Linked DNA regions of Mus musculus: regions 2, 3, 4, 5, 6 and 7 are each linked to region 1. Evidence: chromatin contacts called from public HiChIP or PLAC-seq and promoter capture Hi-C data. All regions are on one chromosome and are shown on one strand. The core of a region is the stretch at or near the end of the contact, and the rest is flanking DNA. Distances in the headings are between cores, read along the strand shown.

Region 1 (2,608 bases), core at 53-2,552:
ATCCAACCCAGGACTGTGCATTCTAGGCAGGGACTCTGCTAACCAAACCACATCTTCAGTTGCCTAATGTCATTTGAGTTTCATGTAACCACATTTGTCAGGATTATTCCCTGTGCTAATGGAGACCTTTCCACAAAAGCCTTGCCTGTCTTGGGTCTACTTTCCCCGGCCCTGATCTCAGGCTTGGGATGGTGTGTTCTTTCCTTGCCCCTCTCTTTACCCTCCCCACTACTTTTCCTTTATATTTGCCCTTGCATCCCTCATTTCAGTTTTACCACAGCTGAGTACCGAATACTGACTATTTAAACATGTGTTTTGTATACAGCTGCTTCGGTCTATAGGCTGAACAATGTAAAAGACATTGCTACCAATCTCATTTGATGTTTTGAGAACACTGCAGCCCATAAAGGTAGACTTTGCCCACAGGGTCTCATAGTAATGGCTCAGTACCCTACCAAAAACTCTATCCTTAGTCACTGAGATACAAGCCAACGAAAGAAGGCTAGAACCTGAGGGTTCTTACAGGGCCCCGGTGTCTGGAGGAGGGCCAAGAAAGAATATTAGCCTCTGGAGAAGGTAAGGAGAGTCCCACAGAAGCCCTAAAATAACTAGGACCTAAGACAATGGTTCTCTTTTTTTTTTTTAATTAAAGATTTATTTTATTTTATGTATATGAGTACACTGTAGCTGAACAGATGGTTGTGAGTCTTTTTTTTTTTTTAGATTTATTTATTGTTATATGTAAGTACACTGTAGCTGTCTTCAGACACTCCAGAACAGGGCATCAGATCCCATTACAGGTGGTTATGAGCCACCATGTGGTTGCTGGGATTTGAACTCAGGACCTTAGGAAGAGCAGTCAGTGCTCTTAACCGCTGAGCCATTTCTCCAGCCCCAGGCAATGGTTCTCAACCTTCCTAATGCAGAGATACTTTAATACAGTTCTTCATGTTGTGAAGACCTCTAATAAAATTATTTCCGTTGCTAGTTCATAACTGCAATTTTGCTACTATTATGAATTGTGATATAAATATCTGATATGCAAGATATCTGATGTGTGACCCCTATGAATAGGTCGCTCAACAACCTTCACCCCCCATGTGTCTTGACCAACAGGTTGAGAACTGAGGACCAGGTCAGGAACATAAGGAATTTAGAAAGTGATTAGGCCGGATGCAAGGTCAATAGGTGACATTATAGCGTTCACACAGTGCTCCGGGCCTGTAAGCGTAGAAACAGGCCCGCCCACCAGGCCAAATTCCTGGGCTCCGCCCCAGCTCCCTGACAATCCGGAACCGATCCATTCGCTCAGCCCTCGGCAGCTCTTGTCGCGCTCTCACCTCGATTGGTCGAGCCCGAACCGTCATGGCTGCGCCCATGTAACCTGGATCCACCGCGGAGCGGGCAGTGGCGGTGCGGGCCCCCCGTCGAGTCGGGAGTCAACATGCTGCGGGCCGCGTGGCGTGCGCTGAGCTCTGTTCGTGCCCAGGCGGTGACACGGGCCCCAGTCCCTGCGCTGAGGGGCGGAAGTAGCGCCAGTCTGCTCTCTGCGCGCTGTGGCCTGCAGCCTCCGAGTGAGCCGCCGAGCTGGGTCCCAAGGGACTGGGCGAAGATGGAGGAGACCAGGCACCCGGAGACCCGAGAAAGGCAGTGACAGGATGAGAAAGAGGGTGATGGCTAGGGAAGGGGTGATGAGGAGGGAGATAGGGAAGTGAGGCGGTAGTTAGGTGCAGGTGCCTACAGTTCGTGGGAGAAGGGACATGAGGGGCTGTGTATGGCAGAGTCTCAGCCCTTTCTATTCTGCGTAGGTCTACTGCGCGCCGCGCGAGCATACGCCGCCGTCCAGAAACCAGGTACGAGGACTTGGGTTGTTGAGACTTGAGGCCGCCTGGAAGGCTTGGGGTGGACAAGGGAACAGAGGTGGCGCGCAAAGGGACAGGCCAAGACCCCCCCACATTCATTGTTTAGGGGTGCACGAGAAGGTAGAAGTAAGAGCTTTCGCGTGAAAGCACTCACTCATTTGACAATACAGATCACCAAAAGCTCCGCCTCGTTGTGTGCATCCCTACTGTGTCAGATGAGAGTGAGGTCGAAGCCCGAGGTCCAACCCAGTCCAGCTTGGCTGGACCCAATGAGTGTGTGGCTGGCAACACTAGCAAGAGTTACAATTCTAGGAATGTAACACTTTTTATCTGCTATTCTGAGAGGAAGGATGAAGTTTCCCATCCTAAGTTAGCATGCCTTAGGGCCCTCTAACAAACACATACTATTTGAGGCAAGTTTGCTTTTTTTGTGAACCAGCGCTGAAATGAGTGTCAAAGGATCCATTGGAACACAGTTAATAGGATTCAATCATGGCAGCGGTATGAAAAGCACCCTTAACCCCGTGCACAATAAACTGTGATATCATAGTCTTTATTGCTTCTAGTGTCCTTTGCATAGTGGCAGGACAGAGTCTGGCTTGAGAGGATAGATTATCTTGGTTGCGCTGGACTGGGTTGGACTACAGGCTTCAACCTCACTTCCAGTGACATAGTAGGAATGCACACACAGAAGCCGAGCTTTTAGTGATGCGAACTGGCTATTGACATTCCCTTAAAGCTAGCAG
Region 2 (2,608 bases), core at 54-2,553, 980 kb before region 1:
CTTCTCCCAACCTCCATCCCTGTCCCAATTCCCTTGGCTGTCAGCCCCAGCAATCTGTCCCCTGAAATTCCAGAGATCCTCAAAGCTGGGATGTCTTTTCCCCATGGGAGTTTGTAGGATCTCGCGTCCCCTGAGACGCCTGTTCATACCGTGGGGCTCCGTTTCTCTGTATTCCGGCTCACCAACACCGGGGTGTCATATTTGAGCAGAGAGTCTGCTGGGGGTATCATGGTGGCAGTAGGGGTAACAACTCCGTAGCGGCCCCTGTGGAGTCTTGTTTGCGATCACCATGGAAACCCCTCCTCTCCTTGCCCCATGGATGGGGCGGGGCCTCTGAGGAAGGCGGTGCCGGCCGCGTGCAAGTTTTGTTCTACTGTGCTTTCTCCGCAAGCACTAAGTTTCTTAGTAAAGAAGACTGGACCCCTAGCGTTAGGTCTGTTTCGGTTTATGATGAAATGGACAGACCACCTTTGATTAAAACGGAAGTCATCTAGTGACTCTATAGAGTATTTGGCGACGATTGGCATTTGGAAGCCAGAGGCTGGCAGATCTTTGTGGATTCCAGGACAGCCAAGGCTATATAGAGACACTATTTCAAGAAACAAAAAAGAGTTTCACATTGTTGAGTGTCTGTGTTTCGTAACTACTAATAACGCGCAAGGAACAGAGCTGGGTTAGCTTTCCCACAGGTTTTTTTCTTTTTTCAAAAAAAAAAAAAAAAAAAAAAAAAAAAAGCTGGGCGATGGTACCACACACCTTAATGACAGCATTTGGGAGTCAGAGGGAGGCAGAGTTCAAGGTCAGCCTGGTTATAGAGTGACTTCTAGAACAGCCAGGGTACACTGAAAACCTGACTATGACGGGGGGGGGGGGAGATTGTCATATATATTTTTTTGAGGTTCTGGGGACTAATCCAGGGCTTCGTACTCGCGAGGCAAACGCTCGCTCGGTAACTAAGCTACAATCTCAGCCTTCCCTCCCCTTTTAACTCTTGATTTCTATTTGGCGGTGCTGAGGATGAATTCAGAGCTTTGCGATCTATCCGAGCTACAACTTTTTCAGATTTTGAGACAGTTTCACTAAATTGCCCAGGTTGGCCTCGAAATTACTGCGATCCTCCTGCTTCAGCCTCCCGGGGGGTTGGCCCTGCCTTTTCAGTACTCCAGCCACACCTCCCAGCAGCGGGGACCCCGTGGCCACTCGCGCCGGCGTCCCCAGCGTCTGAGACTCAAACACCTGGGGCCCCGCCCATCAGGGGGGCCGACACCGTGAAGGCTTCTGGGATAGCGCGCTGCCCGGAAGCGGAAGTGCAAAGCTGTCCGTCACTTCCTACGGCTCAAGTGGCTCAACGGACCGTGCAAGTGACTCTCGGTCGGGCCGCAGGATGAAGGCGGGGAAAAGCGAGCGGGAGCGGAGCGGCCGGCGGCGACACCGGTCAGGCGACGCTCTGACGACCGTGGTGGTGAAACAGGAGCGTCTGAGCCCCGAACCCGTCGCGCACCGCCGGCCCGACGCTCCAGCCGCTAGCCTGTCCCCGCCCGCCGCCGAGCCTGGCCACTCGGGTCACCGCGGGAGCCGAGCCCGGTAAGCGAGCCGGTGATTGGGCGGAGGACGGGATGGCGCGGGGGCCGGTGGTGCGAGCGGCTCTGGAGTGCAGAGCACCTGTTGAGTTGAAATGAGATTTCCCCCGCCTGCCCGCGAGTGGATGGTGCGAGTGGCTTCTCCCCTCGTCTGCCTACAAAGACACGTTGGGTCTTGGCGACTTCTTCGCAGCACTCATTCGCCAATGCCTCCATGTGGCATCGATTTATTGAGTGCGTAGTGTGGGTTAAAGATCAATTGGAGGTACTGGGTCACAAGGCAAAGAAGAGAGATGCTTTTTCCTTGGCGAAGTTGGGCAGGCTCTAACTCGAAGAAGGAAAACAACAAATAGATAATTTCAGTCAGTATTAAAGACAGATCAAAACGGCAGTGTGGTAGCGAGAGGCTGGGTAGAAAAAAGAGAGGGCTTGTACAGAGGTGCTCCTTAACGGAGACCTGGCTGGTAGGATTGATCCATTCTCTTGAGTCAAGAGTCTTTTAGCAAAGACTCCAGGAAGGACCAACCCACTGTGGTCGGGCATGCTTGTAACCCAGCAGAGGGGATGCTGAGACAGGAGGTTTCTGAGTGTATACACACAAACACGGCGCGTGCACGATTATGACAGAAAAATATATACATAGAACCTGAGCTGGAATTCTGTTTGTTTTAGAAGTTGAACAACAGCAGCAACAAAAACAAAAACAAAACAGCCAGCATATCTGGAATTGAGAGATGGAGCAGCATTGTAGGCTGGTAGGAAGGATGTGGGATGGAGGACAGGGCAGGGCCCTGAGACCTGCCAAGGGATTGGTTTTGGTTGTTGGAGAAGGGAGTTGTGTTAGGGAAAAAACCAGGCTAGATTGGCTTCCTGGATAGTAGTGCCAGATAGTAGGATGGCGCATCCGGAGAAGAAAGGTTTCTGAGGCGTTGGGGTTGGAGAATAAGGTTGTCTAGGTGAGAAGGCTTAGCAGGCCATTGTGTATGTGGTTGGGAGAAGTGTTTATGGGAAGTGAAGGCCTGCTGTGG
Region 3 (2,608 bases), core at 65-2,564, 960 kb before region 1:
CATGCATATGGTACAGAGACATACATGCAGGCAAAACACTCATAGACATAAAAAGAAAATTTCCAAGGTCTGATTGTTATTTTTTTGAGCCTAGGCTAGCCTCAAATTCTCTGTGTAGTTGAGGCTCATCTTGATTTTTTCCCCCTCAAAACAGCTGTCCTGTCTGTCTTCGAGTCCCCTGAGTGCTGGGAATAAAGACATGTGCCACCATGCCTGGCCCTGGGAGGTTCTTCTGTGGGCCAGGCTGGCAGGAAAGGAAGAGATGCTAGACTCAAATTCAGGGATTTGTGCAAGCTTGGGCTTAGGCAGATATTTTACCAACTGAGTTTCATCTACAGCCTTGACTTTCTTTTTTGGGGGGTGGTGGTGAAACTGTCTTATATAGTCTTACTGGCCCAAATACTATGTAGTACCTTGACCTTCCTGCTTCTTTTACCGCGGCCTCTTGGGTGCTAGAATTATAGGCATGTACTACTGGAGAGGAACAAGAGATTAGTGAAGAGGTTTGTGAGAGAGAAAATTAGGCAAGAGGAGTTTTAGAAAATTGAGAATTTCTCATACCTGTTGAACAATATACATCTAGGGCATAGAAACCCAAGGACATCCACCCATGGGGGCAAAGAACGCCACCTAAACTACGAGTGACGTTGCTGAGCACTGAGAATGCAGAGGTGGGCTCAGGGTGTACCTGTAGAGTGCTTGCTTCGTCTGTCCTGAGATCCATCCCCAGCACCTATTAACAGCGGGCATGCTCAACACATGGAATCCCAGCAGTGGGAAGGCAGAGGCAGGACGATAAACTCACGGTCTGTTTCTGTTCAATACCAGCCTGGATACAGTTCTGGATCTGAAGATAGAAGCTAATTCTTTCATAATCCTTCCCCTCCGGCAAACCACGTACAACAGGAGATCTGCTTGCCTGTGCTAAACCCAGCAAGATGTTGGTTTGGGGATCTTCTCTGCAACCCGGTTGGTGGGCGGAACCTTGCTCAGGTTTTCCACCTGCAGTTGGGTGGTGTTGCAAGGACCTCGTCTGCCGGGAGACATATGGAATACTCAACAGGCCTATGCTGCAGCTGGGTTCTCGATGTAGTGAATGTCTGTGGGTGTCTGTTAAGCTCAGAGGCCCACAGTGGAGCAGCAAGGAAGGTCCCACACGTACAAGCGCCTCTCCGCGCCGGCTTTCGCGCGCTGAGCCGGCCAGCTTCCCCGGAAGCCGCGCGCGCAGGCGCGGTGTGGGGGGTCGCGCCCCCTGGCGGCCAGCGGCGACAGTGCGCAGGGTCCGCCTACTGGTCGCGCGCCGCCGCCTCCGCCGCCGCTTGAGCCCAACATGGCGATGCACAACAAGACGGCGCCGCCGCAGATCCCAGACACCCGGCGGGAGCTGGCCGAGCTGGTTAAGCGGAAGCAGGAGCTGGCGGTGAGTGGCCGAGGCCTGGACGCCGTCCCCACTTGGCCTCGCAGGCAGCTCCGGAGGCGAGGACGGCGGGCAGCCAGGGTCTGGGCGCTCTGGGCGGCCGGGCGCGGCGCGGTTCCCTGCGGCGGCGCGGTTCCCGGCCTGCGCTCAGTGGGGCGGGGCGGGGCGGTGAGGGCGCGGGAAGGGCGAGAGGCAGGAGGCGGGGACGACGCTCAGGTCGGGTTAGCGGTTGGAAAGGAGGCGGCTAGACCCCGGCCTGGAGAAGATGCACGATGGATTCCATGGGCGGCGCGTTTCAATGGCCGGGGAATGTGGTGTATTTGAGGATGCCAAGGAACGGGGCTGGCGGGAGACCCAAGACGCAGCCTAGGGAATTTGGATTGGTGACGCGCACCAGGAGCCGCCGGCACCCTGCTGACTGCCCTGTAGGCTCCCGCCTTTTACGGCGAGCATCCGGGAGGCAAAGCTCACCTGAAGCTGCCCTTCCAGGTTTCCATAGCAACCGGCATCCACTGCGGGCGGCCCTTCCAGAGCTAGCAGGGAGGAAGCAGTTGATGTAGAAGAGATGCTTTTGAAAAGCTGTTCACCCTTCTCGCTGCTGGTAGCAACACATTTAGTGAGTGAGAATGGAGACAGCTCACGGTCTGTCTCATCCCTGCTCGTGACAGCTAGGTTTTGCCTCTGAAGTAGATGCAAAATCTTGCATGTGTGTGCATTTTCTGAGGATAGACTATACATTTCATTCTATTTATAAAGGGGTCCATCACCCCTACACTTCCACAGAAATGGTTCATTGTGGGTAAGCTTGACTTTACAAGTCTGTGACGGAATTTCAGTTTGCTTAATGCTTGTTTTTCCCTGTCCCTGTTTTCATCACCTAGGAAACACTTGCAAACTTGGAGAGACAGATATATGCTTTTGAAGGAAGCTACCTGGAAGACACTCAGATGTATGGCAATATTATCCGTGGCTGGGATCGGTATTTGACCAATCAAAAGTGAGTGTCAAAATCTAGTAGTATTAGCTGAGCACTGGTGGTGCACGCCTTTAATCCCAGCACTTGGGAAGCAGAGGCAGGTAGATTTCTGAGTTCGAGGCCAGCCTGGTCAACAGAGTAAGTTCCAGGACAGCCAGGGCTATACAGAGAAACCCTGTCTGGAAGAAAAAAAAATCTAATAGTATCTCTCCATT
Region 4 (2,608 bases), core at 48-2,547, 880 kb before region 1:
GCCCACCATGTTGAAAAGGATATGGGAGGTCCTAACGCTGGATGGGGACAGAGAACTCCTGGACAGACCAGTTCTGTTGGTGAAAATGGTGTGTGTGCTTACTGGTTGGTTGTTTTATTTGATTCTCTTTGAGACGAGAGTTCAGACCCGATGAAGAGTGAGCCATCTTTATTGTCACCGTGGTGGGAAGTGGAATCACATAGGAGACACACTTTTGGGTGTGTCTGGAAGGGTGTTCACTGAGCAGGGAAGGTCCTCCCTGAATGTGTGTGTGTGTGTGTGTAGTTGGGCTGGAGACATGGCCCATTGGTTAAGAAAGCACACTGTTCTTGTAGACAACCTGGGTTTCTTTTCTAGCACCCACACGGAACAGCCCATAACAGCCTGTACTCCTAGCTTCGGGGAGCCCACTACCATTTTTTTTTTTTTCTGGCCCATGAGACCATATGCACATGGTCCAGCCATCACACGGTCACATAGTTACAGAGAAGGCAATCTGGGCCGCACAAATCTCTTTGCATCATGATTTTGAATATCATGTGACCAGCCACTTCATGGCCTAGCCACCATAATGGGACATGACCCCTTACAGTATGCAAGGATAACCCCTGCGTCCTGTAAGTTGCTGCTGGTGAGGTGTGTTAGTCTAGCAAGGAGAAACATAACTAACACAGCTTTGACCTTCATTTAGAATGGAGGTAGCTTACACAGCCATGTCCACAGACAGCATGTCCACAGACAGCATGTCCACAGACAGGACCCTGTTGGGCATGGTCTGGGTTGAGGATGTTGGTTCTTTCTGTGAGAGAAGCCAATGTGCCTTTCTGTGAGGCACGTGCAGACCCCACACCCTGGACATGTGGCTTGGGATGGGACCTCAGCACCAGGCCACATGGGGGAGGGTCTGAGCTCACCTGTCCATAAGCTTTGAGGCAGGCCGCTTTATAGGGGTGAGGGTGAGGGTGCACTGAGTCTGTGTAACGCATTATCTGATGTTTGTTGTGTTGTATGGTGGTGCAGGAAATGTGGCTTGGCGTGGGGGCATGTGCTGGACTGAACATGTGGCACCTGGGTGTTGGGTGGTTTTAGATGAATTTGGGTGAGAAACGCTTCTTTTGGAGGGGGGGAGGTGCATTCATGTGTGTGCTGGGCTAATGGGAATGTCAGTGTAGGTGAGTCAGGTGCTCCATTGTTTTCTGTCACGTGGTGAATCAGGTACATCCCACTGTGCGCATGCGGGCAGCCTGCTGGGTAGGGCACTCCTAAGGCTGGCTCAAGGCTTCAGCATTACAATCAAGTTTTTGCATTCAAGGGTAGCCCTCTCCAAGGCTCCAGCCAGTCTCAGGCTGCGTGGATGGGGTGAGCTGGGCTCGGTCCTGATGCTGTTTTAACTATACTGTCCCCGGGGGATGAGAGGAGAGGCTAGCAGGGCTCTGCCTGTGAGCTTGTCCTGGAAGTAAGAAGGAAGGTTGGTTGGTGGCTCCTAAGAGAGCTTCATCGGGAGTCTCCTGGCCTGTGACAGGCCTGTCTTGTGATCTCTGTCCAGGTGTACTGCGAAGATCAGCTCAGCACTTGAGGCCAACTGCCTTCCATGTCAAGGGACATCGCTTCTTTTGACCCCAAGGCTAGGCTGCCTCTTTCCTGTGCCTCTGGCTGTTGGCCCTTGTCATCTAGCCGGGCCAGCCTTCTACTTACTTCCAGCCTCCTCTGAGGCAATGACTAGCTAGTGCATGTGTACCCACCACACTGTAGTTCCTTCAGGTGTCACAGGGGAGCTCCCGGGAGCGCTTGACTCAACTGCTTTATGACCTACCTGGGTAGATTCTCAGGGCTCACTCACACTGATGAAGGTCAACAGTGGGGGAGGGGAACATGTTCTCTGTGTGATGCTGAGGCTGCTGGCCGGAGTCTCTCTTGACAGACAGGAAAGGGTGCCTGCAAGCGACGCAGCTTTGAGGTTCACCCTTGACATTAGGTTGGGTGTCATGGCAGGAGGAATAACATTGCAAGAAAAGAGATGAGTTCTCTTTTTAAAAAAAGCTTTCCTGTCCCCAGGGTTTCACTCTGTCACTCAGGCTGGCCTTGGGGTTGTCTTTACTTAGGGGTAACAGGCATGTACCCATATGTCCAGTTTAAGGAGGATCTTTATGGTCTCCAGGTCCTAGGAGAGATGGAAACCCCATGCAGAGGGCACTGCTACTTTGCCCTCTGACAGGGCCTGTGTGGTTCCCAACCTTGCTTAGTATGCTGATAAGGGATCTTTGGGACTTAGAATGCAGGTGTCCTGTAGTGTGCATGTTGAACTGTGGGCATATGAGCACAGCTTCTTACATGTTTGGTGTGTGTGTGTGTGGTATGTGTGTGCACACACACGCACATGTGCCCATGTGTGATACTGGGATGGACTGCAGGGCCTCACACACAGGTTGCTTTGTCAGCTCTCTGAACCCCGGCACAGTGGGTGTGTGTGTAGTGGGAAGAAGTCAGTCAGTAAAGCCATAGTTGAGGTCGGAATCTGACCATCACCCTCTTGATGCCTCTGGATCCTAGCGGCCAGGCTCTACAGGTTCCACCTGTTCCATTGTGGAACTGTGGTCCCCATACATCC
Region 5 (2,608 bases), core at 71-2,570, 850 kb before region 1:
AACCCACAACAGCATCAACTAAGAGTTATTTAAAGATTTATTTGTGTGTGTGTGTGTGTGTGTGTGTGTGTGTGTGTGTGTGTTTACCTATAGAGGCCAGAAGCAATGTATCCCCTAGAGCTGGAGTTGCAGGTAGCTGTGAACTACCTGACATGGTGCTGGGAACTGAACCTGGGTCCTCCGCCAGAGTAACACACTCTTAACTGAGCCACACTGAGCCACCTCTCCAGTCCCTGAAGAATTAATTCTAACAACAAGTTTTAAGGTGGGTACTATTCTACTTCTTATTTTATAGGTGTCCAAAAAGAATGAGACACAAAGAGACTGAGTGGTTTGCACAAGGTCAAACAGTTGGTGGACACCCACTTCTGGACCTGCTCGCCTAAGTGGAGCTCTGGAGTTTATATTCTTAAACCTCACGTGCTGCACACATGAATGAACCTGACCTGAGAGCCTTACTAGCTACGTGGAGGGAGACTGTGTATCCACTACAGGGCAGGGGATGTAGCTCAACTTGCAGAGTGCCTGCCTAGCATGCACAAAGCCCGACGTGACATCTTCAGCATGGAGCAGACTGGATGGGGCGCATGTCTGTAATCCCAGCACTTGGGAGGTGGAGGTGATTGGGTCAGGAGTTCAAGGTTGTCCTACAGTTTTAAGACCAGCCTGGGAGCGAGACCTTGTCTCGAAAACCAAAACCAAAACCAAAACCCAAACCAACTTGATTACATATATACATAAATATATACATATATACATACTGCTTGCAAATATATACATCCCTGAATATGTATGTGTATAAAATGTGTCTTAGTTTGCTGTAAGGGTTGTCTCGGTAATACACAAATACCCTGGAACGGAGATTAACTAGAAGAGAGAACACTCAGACCACAAAGTTATAGTAGTCAGTTCTTATGGGGGTAGCCCATTTTCCAGGTGAATATAGTGAGGCTTTGAGAGGTTAAACAGGGAGCCGGAAAGGACTGGACAAGCTACTTGGATTCAGAGGAATGACGTTGGTTAGCTGTCACCTTGATCCTTGCTCTGAGCCTCACTGTGCTGACTTTGTTCGGGAAATATTCTTCCTGTCTCTCACAGGGCTGAGGGTGTGGTGAAGCAGCTCTTCATGGGCCTGACCTGGCTCTTTGTGCGGAAGCACTGAGAGGAAACTGCCTTTGTCTATGACTCTCTTCTTGCCAGCCTTTGGAGTCTGGTGTGTGCACAGGTGTAGCATAGGCACCCATGTGTGTGTGCCCGTGCGTGTGTGCCTGTGCATGTGTGTGTGTGTGTGTGCGCGCGCGCACGTGGGTGTGCTTGTGTGTGTGGTGTGCGCATGCTCATTCTCCTGCTCACTCATGTGTGATGGTGCGTCTGCCTCCTTCTCCTCCCTCAGTCTCCTGCTCACACAGATCAACTTGACCTTTCATTAGGTCACTTCATAATTGATGGAAATGTCCCAGGCACCTTCTCTTAACGCCAGGGCGATTATGACAATTATGATGATTATCAAGGAGAGAGAGAGAGAGAGAGAGAGAGAGAGAGAGAGAGAGAAGAGAGAAGAGAGAAGAGGGGAAGGGGCTGGGGACTGGGGGGTGGTGTTGTTCGGGAATTGCAGGAGAGCCAGGCAGTGCCGTCATTAAGAGACATTGTGTAAGATTGTTCCCCCTTCAAAAGGCAGCTGTGAAAGGAGAGAGTGTCTTTTTTTTCTTTTTTTTTTAAAAGGCCCATTATGCAGGCAGCACGGGGTGTATAGTGCTGGCGGGAGGACCGTGGGGTGTAATTAGGGCAGTGACAGCTAGAATTACCCAGTTGTCTCCACTACGGTGCCACCTCTCTTGGGTAGGAGTCGGAGTCGGAGCAGGAACAGGTAATGGCTAGGAAGCCCTGGACCCTTGCCAGGAAGGCAGGGCCCTTTGGTGAGCCAGGGTGACCTAGGATTGAGCAGAAGGGACAGGGGAGCGGTGGGGTACCACAGCTATTCATCTCCAGACCAGGGAGGTGGCCTCTGATTTTTAGAAATCTTTTATGACGGCTCACCGCCCCTTCCAGGCTTTTCCAGCATTCTCACCCCAACAGGGAGCTGGCAAAGGAAAGCCAATTGTGTGGAAAGAGGAGGCGGATAAATCATTTCCCAGCCTCCCAGCTCAGGGGCCCTGGCTCATCAGCAGGAGGGACAGCCTCAGCTTCTTGCTGGTCTGTCCTGTCCCTGTCCCTGTCCCTGCCCTGGTCTCTGCCCCTGGCGGGCCAGGCTGTGGCTTATCCACAGTGCCAGCTTCTGCCTCTCTGGTCCACTCAACACTGCAGAATGTTGGACAGGCAGATAGAAATGATTGCTACTCCAGTCCTTTCTAGTCTATGATAGAATGACTAGTGACTCAGTTTCCCCTGTTTGCTTCTGACTCAGAGCTTCCCTCTGGACCAACCTCAGCCTCTCCTTGAATGCCCTCCCCTTCTCCCAAGTTGTCTGGGATAAAACCCCGCCATTTAGTGTCAGTTTGAACTTGGAGCCGACGTCTTTGTCCCTCGGTTGGGTTTTTCCCACCTGGAGCGAGAGGATCCTAACTGTCCTAGTGCAAACAGACTGCTCTGAGAATTACACAGGACACTG
Region 6 (2,608 bases), core at 81-2,580, 830 kb before region 1:
TATTGTTATTGATGAAGGTGGAAGTGCAGCTTCTAAAAGCTGGGAGGGCTGAGGAATACTCGGGGTGACAGAATTCAATAAGCTTTGAATAATTCAATGCGATTCAATTAAATGAATGTCTATGGATTTCATTTGTGGGCCGGGTCTTGTCCTGGGACCTGGAGAGAGAAATCAGGACTCCCATGTTTGTCTGGGAGCCAGAAAGTGCAGATGGTGGGGACGCAGAGTTGGTTAAAGGCATGGTCAGGTAGCTGTGAAGTCACAGTTAGGGCTCAGCTGAGTCTGAGGTTGCATGGGGAATCCAAGAAGGAGATGGGATGTGGAAGGCCTTAGGCTTCTTCTTTTAGATTGGGATTTGACATTTGTATGTTGTGGCTCTCCAGGCATGGGTCAGGAATCCTGTAACCAGCATTCCCGGCATCTGTGCTTGGTGCTTGAGTGACCACACATCCTCTGTACAGCTCTGCACAGGGCTGGGGGAGGCTTTATCCATGGATTATGGCCAGCTGCCATGGGACTGTCTTCAAGGAGGGATATGGCCATCTTGAAATCAGGATGTCTGGGATTTTTGGAGCTCACAAGGTCCTGATAGGATGAGTCCCTCCAGCCTTCTGCAGGGACAGTCACCTGGTCTTATTGGAGAGACTCCAGCCACTCACAACTTCCCGAAGCTTACTCCCAGTTGTTTGCAACTCTGTAACAGCTGCATGGGGCCTCAGGAAGTGCTAACAGGCGTGGCCAAACTTTTGACTTTGTAACTTGATCTACCAAGTTCATACTTAAAAACTGTGTAATAGAAATTTTTTTTGAAATGCCATTAAAATTGTTTTAAGTAAGCTTAGGGTTTTGTATTGGGCTGTTTTCATAATTACCCTGGGTGTGGCTCTCAGCCTCTGTATTTGACACAGCCATCAGAGCGCACAGAGTGTGAAAGGCGAACTGAAGCAGTGACTCTCAATGCAGCCTTCTGGTCCACACTGATGCTGAGTTACTGATGCAGCTGTTCTGTGGTTGCCCACACTCCTGTAAGTAACTCCAGTAAACAAGCACTAAGTGACTCACTGCTCCTCTCTGCTAGACTCAGGAGGATTCAGATCTTTAGTCTCTAATTGTTATCCCATCTGGGGTGAAAAGCTAGCTTTTCATCTCCCTAGGGAGTCACACAACAGCAGAGTTTCACAGGGGCACGGGCTCCCCGAATCGCAGGTTGACAGAATGTAGGTCCCAGCTCAGGCTGATGACTCGGTTCTCATCATGGTCCAGGAATAAGGCACTGCGGGCTGAAGGTCCATGTACCACAGCATGCTGTATTGAGGTGTCCACATCCTGTGGTGTGACCTAATGCCATTTGTAGTGGGAGGGGAGGGACGGCTGAGGAAGACAAGTGGGGTGAGGAATGTAGGACTCTGCTGTTAGTCCCAGCAGGCATTCGGGTGACATAGTGGCCCTGCATGTTTGGAGATGGAAGCTTTGGTCCCTAGCTGAAGGCTGCACTGTGCTCTGGAGTAGGGTATGACTGAGTTCCCCATGCCCATGCCGCAGCATAAAAGGGACATAGAAAGCCAATACTGCTGGGCCAGGATGGAAACACCTCTGAACAAGATAGAGATGATTCAAGGAACCATAGGGGACCATGAAAAGGCTGGGCTCCCATCTCTCCTGTTGGCTTTGGTTCTTTCTGCTGCCTGCTTTTTTCTCAGAGCCAGGATTCTTTTGTGGTAGCCAATCCCATCCTCCCTCCCTCGTTCCCTCTCTCCTTCCCTCCCTCTCTGTCTTTCTGTCTTTGTCTTCTTCTCTCCATGTCTTTCTGTCATCTCTCCCCCCCCCCCCTGGCCTGTGTGTGTGTGTGTGTGTGTGTGTGTGTGTGTGAACCCAGGGCCTCATATATGCTAGGTGAGCCCTCTACCACTGAGCTGCATCCCCAGCCCCTTTAACCTTTAAATTCAGAAGCAGGGGTCCATTGAGGTGGGCCCTGAGTATCACTCCTCAAGTCTCAGACTCCCAAGCAGCTGACGTCACAGGTGTGCATCTGCCAGTACGCTTAAACCTCTATCTGGTCTCTGTCTAAATCTTCAGAGGCTCCTTCTCCTGCCTGAGGAGACCCTAGAGTTGAGGCTCAGAAGCAGAGGCCATGTCCACTCCTCAGGGATTTGTCTTGCACCTGAACCATGGGGCTGATGCCCTTGCAGATCAATAGGAGACCTGTCTTCTAACTGCTTACCCGCTTCCCCGGACCCATGTCTACTGTGGGAGCATGGGAGCACCGTGTCCTCGGATGGGGCTTATCCTGAACAGGGCTTCTGTGGATGGATGCTGGAGTCTTCAGGTGGGGGTGATGATGCTAACTGACTCTAAGGAATGCTTCAATTTGGGATCTGCTGGGCTCCAAGTCCTTGACTGTAACATCTGATGCTCATTACAACATAGGCAGCTGGCTTTGCTCTGAGGATGCTGACCAGGTAGCCTGGGGAGGTGGCAGCTGATGCCAATGGAGGACACATGTTGGAAGTACAGGGCATTGCCACCAGCCCACCCCTACCCAGTGAGACCTGGTCCTGTTCTCAGTCCTGGTCTCTGCTTCTTTCTGGAGCGTGTGCAGATCCTGGGC
Region 7 (2,608 bases), core at 43-2,542, 770 kb before region 1:
GCATCTGACAACAGCTGCCCAAAGCTGACTACTCTGGGACATCATCTGGGTATCAATGATAAATGCCCACTGGCAAAGAAGTCAGCCCAAGGCCATTTATATATACACACATACATATATATATATATATATACACACACATACACACATATATCTCATATGCATATATGTGCATATGAATGGTGGGGGCATGGGTGTGACACAGCACATATGTGAAGGTGGATTTACTTCTTCCTCCATGCGGGACATGGGGATTGAACTCAGGTTGTCCCCTTGGCAGCAAACACTGGCTTTATATGCCGAGCCATCACACCAATTCAAATTATTTCTAATTTTATTTATTTATTTTGGTTTTTTGAGACAGGGTTTCTTTGTATAGCCTTAGCTGTCCTGGAACTCACTTTGTAGACCAGGCTGGCTTCGAACTCGGAAATCCACCTGCCTCTGCCTCCCGAGTGCTGGGATTAAAGACGTGCGCCACCACGCCCGGCTTATTTCTAATTTTAAATATCAGCCTATGGAGCAGTGGGTTTCATTACAGTATTTCCACAAATGTTATACTCTTACATCCTTTTCTCATATTCAGCCCCATCCCCCCTCTGGCTCCCCTTCCCCCTCCTGCTGCCTCTTTACTCTTCCTGCATCGCCCCTCCCCCGGTCTAGATTCCACTTATTAGAGGGATCATGTCTTTCTAAATCTGGCTTGTCTCACTTAACACGATCTCTAGTTCCATCTATTTTCCTACAGAAGGTGATTTCTTCTTTCTGGATGAATAGGACTTCATTGTGAATAGGTGGCATATTTCCTCCGTCCATTCATTCATAGATGGGCGTCTGGGGTAGCTTTTATGATTCAGCAACTGGGGTAGTGTAGCAATAAACAGGGATGTGCGGGGCATCCCTGTGAGCACGCATTTTCCAGCCTTGTTCATCAACACAGCCTGCAGTTGTTGAGCCTGGCATTTCTTTGACTACAGGCGAGGTAGAGCCTTCCTGTCTCCATTTACTGCCCATTTCTGCCTTCATTACTTAAAGCTCTCTCCTAGGGTTCTGTTTGGTTCCTTTGGCTTCTCTGGAGGAGGGACTGGTCCCTTGAGAACAAGAGCTGCCTGTTGCTAGGTGGAGCTGAGGTCGCTGTTGCCGCGCAGGTCCTGAGCCATCAGAGTGCAGTGCTCACGGGAGTGTTTGGTTGTTGATGTAGCACTTGGCATTTCTTGTCTCCAGGAGCTTTCCCTGGAAGCTGTGTCAGCCGGCAATTAGCTCCCTCAATCAGGAAAGCAGCTCGCGTGAGCAGAGGCGCATCTTGGGGCTGATTGCTGCGAGCTGCGGCTGCGAGCAACTCTGCTCAGGCTCTTTCTGGGTCTCTTCTCCTTTTTCCATTTTAAATAACTGCTTGATTGTAAAGAGGGATGATTCACGACTCGAGCTGCCTTCAGTAACTTTGTGGGGAGGCTAAGAGCGAAGACCCAGCTCCCCTCCTCTCTCTCCTGTCACAGAGACCAGACTCCCACCTGGGCCGCTTGCTCCCCGCAGAAGGGGAAAGGGAAGAACACAGACCAGGCGGGGTGGGGGAGGGGGAGGCTCTTCATTGCTAACAAATGCAGGTGGCCTTCTCTTCTTTATTGGACCCCCCCTTGACCCTGTCCTTCAACCTGAGTACCCACTTCTTAGCTGTAAACCACCCTTAGCCCCATCTGGCTCCTGTTGTTTACCCCCTGGTGAGAAAGTGCTTCCTTCTGTCTCACTGAGAGCTCTCACTAAATTTTATTTTAATTCAAACCAGTTTCCCAGAAGCTCCCATCACCAGGATCTTACTGGACTTCCCTCCATCCCCACTTCTTTTCCTCCCTCCTCCCTTCTCTTCTTTTCTTTCTTCTTCCTCCTTCTCTTTTCCCAGCAAATACTTACAGACAAATACTGTGGACCGAAGGCTTTGTGAACAAACGTCAAATAAACTAGATCTTGCCCCTGGCTGCTGAGGTTCAGAGCAGCAAAAACATACAGATCTATGTCTGAGGCGGAGACCAGTAGTACTTCATTCAAGAGCCAGGTGCAAGCTGTCGTGCTAGCCTAGAGGCTGAGGCAGGAGGATGAGCCCATGAAAGCTGCCTGGATCATCTCAAGATGTCCTAGAATGGAAAGGAAAGGAACACTGCTTACAAGCGCCCGGGGATGTAGCTCAGGGATAGAGGGCTCATCCAGCAGGTCCAACTTCAAACCAAGAGGCAGGGTAGGAACAGCCACTGTTTGGTGGTTGGTACCTGGGGGCCAGGGGGAGCACTGCAGAGCTGCCAGGAGGCAGCGGATGCAAAGGCATAGTAGAGTTGGTGGTCAGAGTGGGTCACCCAGGTCGGCAGAGCCGTGTGGAACACTTCGGTTTCCTTCTGAAAACAATAGGAAAGCACTTGACCATTTCTGAGTGTGGGAACCATTTGAGCAATTACCATTTTGAGTGATCTGACTTGGAATTTCGAAGTTTCCTTTGGCTGCTCCTCTGATTAGAGGACGGGGAGGGACGGAGTGGAAGGAAGAAAATTACCCAAATAGGCCTCTCTGTTTAGGGGCCAACCCTCCCTGCCAGCTGTCATCAGGGAGGGAACTGGGCTGG

The links. HiChIP or PLAC-seq counts read pairs in DNA pulled down with a chosen protein or histone mark. Capture Hi-C pulls out chosen DNA fragments and counts their contacts.
Region 2: an H3K4me3 HiChIP or PLAC-seq map of embryonic stem cells shows a contact between it and region 1, with 9 read pairs. The contact joins the promoter of Snip1 here to the promoter of Mrps15 in region 1. A contact is called at or near these places in 6 of 39 promoter capture datasets (the 3T3-L1 cell line, embryonic stem cells, neural stem cells and 1 more), 1 of 15 datasets of contacts at CTCF or cohesin (the NIH/3T3 cell line), 1 of 484 Hi-C or Micro-C datasets (LSK cells) and 10 of 115 datasets of contacts at active chromatin or transcription factors (bone marrow-derived macrophages, embryonic basal ganglia, embryonic forebrain and 7 more).
Region 3: a contact with region 1 is called in a promoter capture Hi-C map of pancreatic islet. The contact joins the promoter of Meaf6 here to the promoter of Mrps15 in region 1. A contact is called at or near these places in 14 of 39 promoter capture datasets (the 3T3-L1 cell line, the C10 cell line, the HPC-7 cell line and 9 more), 1 of 15 datasets of contacts at CTCF or cohesin (the NIH/3T3 cell line), 2 of 484 Hi-C or Micro-C datasets (B cells and cortical neurons), 13 of 115 datasets of contacts at active chromatin or transcription factors (the SCID.adh cell line, SST interneurons, astrocytes and 10 more) and 1 of 9 other capture datasets (pancreatic islet).
Region 4: an H3K27ac HiChIP or PLAC-seq map of embryonic stem cells shows a contact between it and region 1, with 6 times the contacts expected there. The contact joins the enhancer-like site here to the promoter of Mrps15 in region 1. A contact is called at or near these places in 19 of 39 promoter capture datasets (the 3T3-L1 cell line, 3T3-L1-derived adipocytes, the HPC-7 cell line and 9 more), 1 of 15 datasets of contacts at CTCF or cohesin (embryonic stem cells), 1 of 484 Hi-C or Micro-C datasets (cortical neurons), 10 of 115 datasets of contacts at active chromatin or transcription factors (embryonic basal ganglia, embryonic forebrain, embryonic hindbrain and 5 more) and 1 of 9 other capture datasets (pancreatic islet).
Region 5: an H3K4me3 HiChIP or PLAC-seq map of embryonic forebrain shows a contact between it and region 1, with 4 times the contacts expected there. The contact joins the enhancer-like site here to the promoter of Mrps15 in region 1. A contact is called at or near these places in 3 of 39 promoter capture datasets (the 3T3-L1 cell line, cranial neural crest and embryonic stem cells) and 9 of 115 datasets of contacts at active chromatin or transcription factors (astrocytes, embryonic forebrain, embryonic stem cells and 4 more).
Region 6: a contact with region 1 is called in an H3K27ac HiChIP or PLAC-seq map of embryonic stem cells, with 5 times the contacts expected there. The contact joins the enhancer-like site here to the promoter of Mrps15 in region 1. A contact is called at or near these places in 6 of 39 promoter capture datasets (cranial neural crest, embryonic stem cells, liver and 1 more), 8 of 115 datasets of contacts at active chromatin or transcription factors (astrocytes, embryonic stem cells, forebrain and 3 more) and 2 of 9 other capture datasets (embryonic stem cells and pancreatic islet).
Region 7: a contact with region 1 is called in an H3K4me3 HiChIP or PLAC-seq map of forebrain, with 4 times the contacts expected there. The contact joins the enhancer-like site here to the promoter of Mrps15 in region 1. A contact is called at or near these places in 3 of 39 promoter capture datasets (embryonic stem cells and hippocampal neurons) and 7 of 115 datasets of contacts at active chromatin or transcription factors (astrocytes, bone marrow-derived macrophages, forebrain and 4 more).

The regions. Positions count from the first base shown.
Region 1 is chr4:126,045,626-126,048,233 of GRCm38.p6, forward strand. It overlaps Mrps15 (mitochondrial ribosomal protein S15), which reads left to right and starts at 1,303. Exons shown (of 8, transcript NM_025544.2): 1 at 1,303-1,574; 2 at 1,809-1,853. The coding sequence starts at 1,445.
Region 2 is chr4:125,065,369-125,067,976 of GRCm38.p6, forward strand. Snip1 (Smad nuclear interacting protein 1) reads left to right here and starts at 1,304. Exons shown (of 4, transcript NM_175246.5): 1 at 1,304-1,584. The coding sequence starts at 1,385. Dnali1 (dynein, axonemal, light intermediate polypeptide 1) reads right to left here and starts at 289. Exons shown (of 6, transcript NM_175223.4): 1 at 150-289. The coding sequence starts at 230.
Region 3 is chr4:125,083,847-125,086,454 of GRCm38.p6, forward strand. Meaf6 (MYST/Esa1-associated factor 6) reads left to right here and starts at 1,315. Exons shown (of 8, transcript NM_001374123.1): 1 at 1,315-1,420; 2 at 2,299-2,414. The coding sequence starts at 1,331.
Region 4 is chr4:125,161,659-125,164,266 of GRCm38.p6, forward strand. All of the region lies in intron 2 of Gm32611 (a long non-coding RNA gene), which reads left to right. All of the region lies in intron 2 of Gm40245 (a long non-coding RNA gene), which reads left to right. Among named protein-coding and RNA genes, the nearest start is that of Gm40245, 13 kb to the left of the region's middle. Within about 2 kb of position 1,298, at least 7 of the 459 cell types and tissues checked have an H3K27ac peak or open chromatin away from gene starts, as enhancers often do. A contact at or near this core is called in embryonic stem cells, where this site is marked.
Region 5 is chr4:125,193,176-125,195,783 of GRCm38.p6, forward strand. All of the region lies in intron 2 of Gm32611 (a long non-coding RNA gene), which reads left to right. Among named protein-coding and RNA genes, the nearest start is that of Gm40244, 24 kb to the right of the region's middle. Within about 2 kb of position 1,321, at least 21 of the 459 cell types and tissues checked have an H3K27ac peak or open chromatin away from gene starts, as enhancers often do. A contact at or near this core is called in embryonic forebrain and forebrain, where this site is marked.
Region 6 is chr4:125,211,026-125,213,633 of GRCm38.p6, forward strand. The region is part of intron 4 of Gm32611 (a long non-coding RNA gene); the gene reads left to right. Among named protein-coding and RNA genes, the nearest start is that of Gm40244, 6.1 kb to the right of the region's middle. Within about 2 kb of position 1,331, at least 17 of the 459 cell types and tissues checked have an H3K27ac peak or open chromatin away from gene starts, as enhancers often do.
Region 7 is chr4:125,274,214-125,276,821 of GRCm38.p6, forward strand. The region is part of intron 4 of Gm32611 (a long non-coding RNA gene); the gene reads left to right. Among named protein-coding and RNA genes, the nearest start is that of Gm46869, 15 kb to the right of the region's middle. Within about 2 kb of position 1,293, at least 20 of the 459 cell types and tissues checked have an H3K27ac peak or open chromatin away from gene starts, as enhancers often do. A contact at or near this core is called in forebrain, where this site is marked.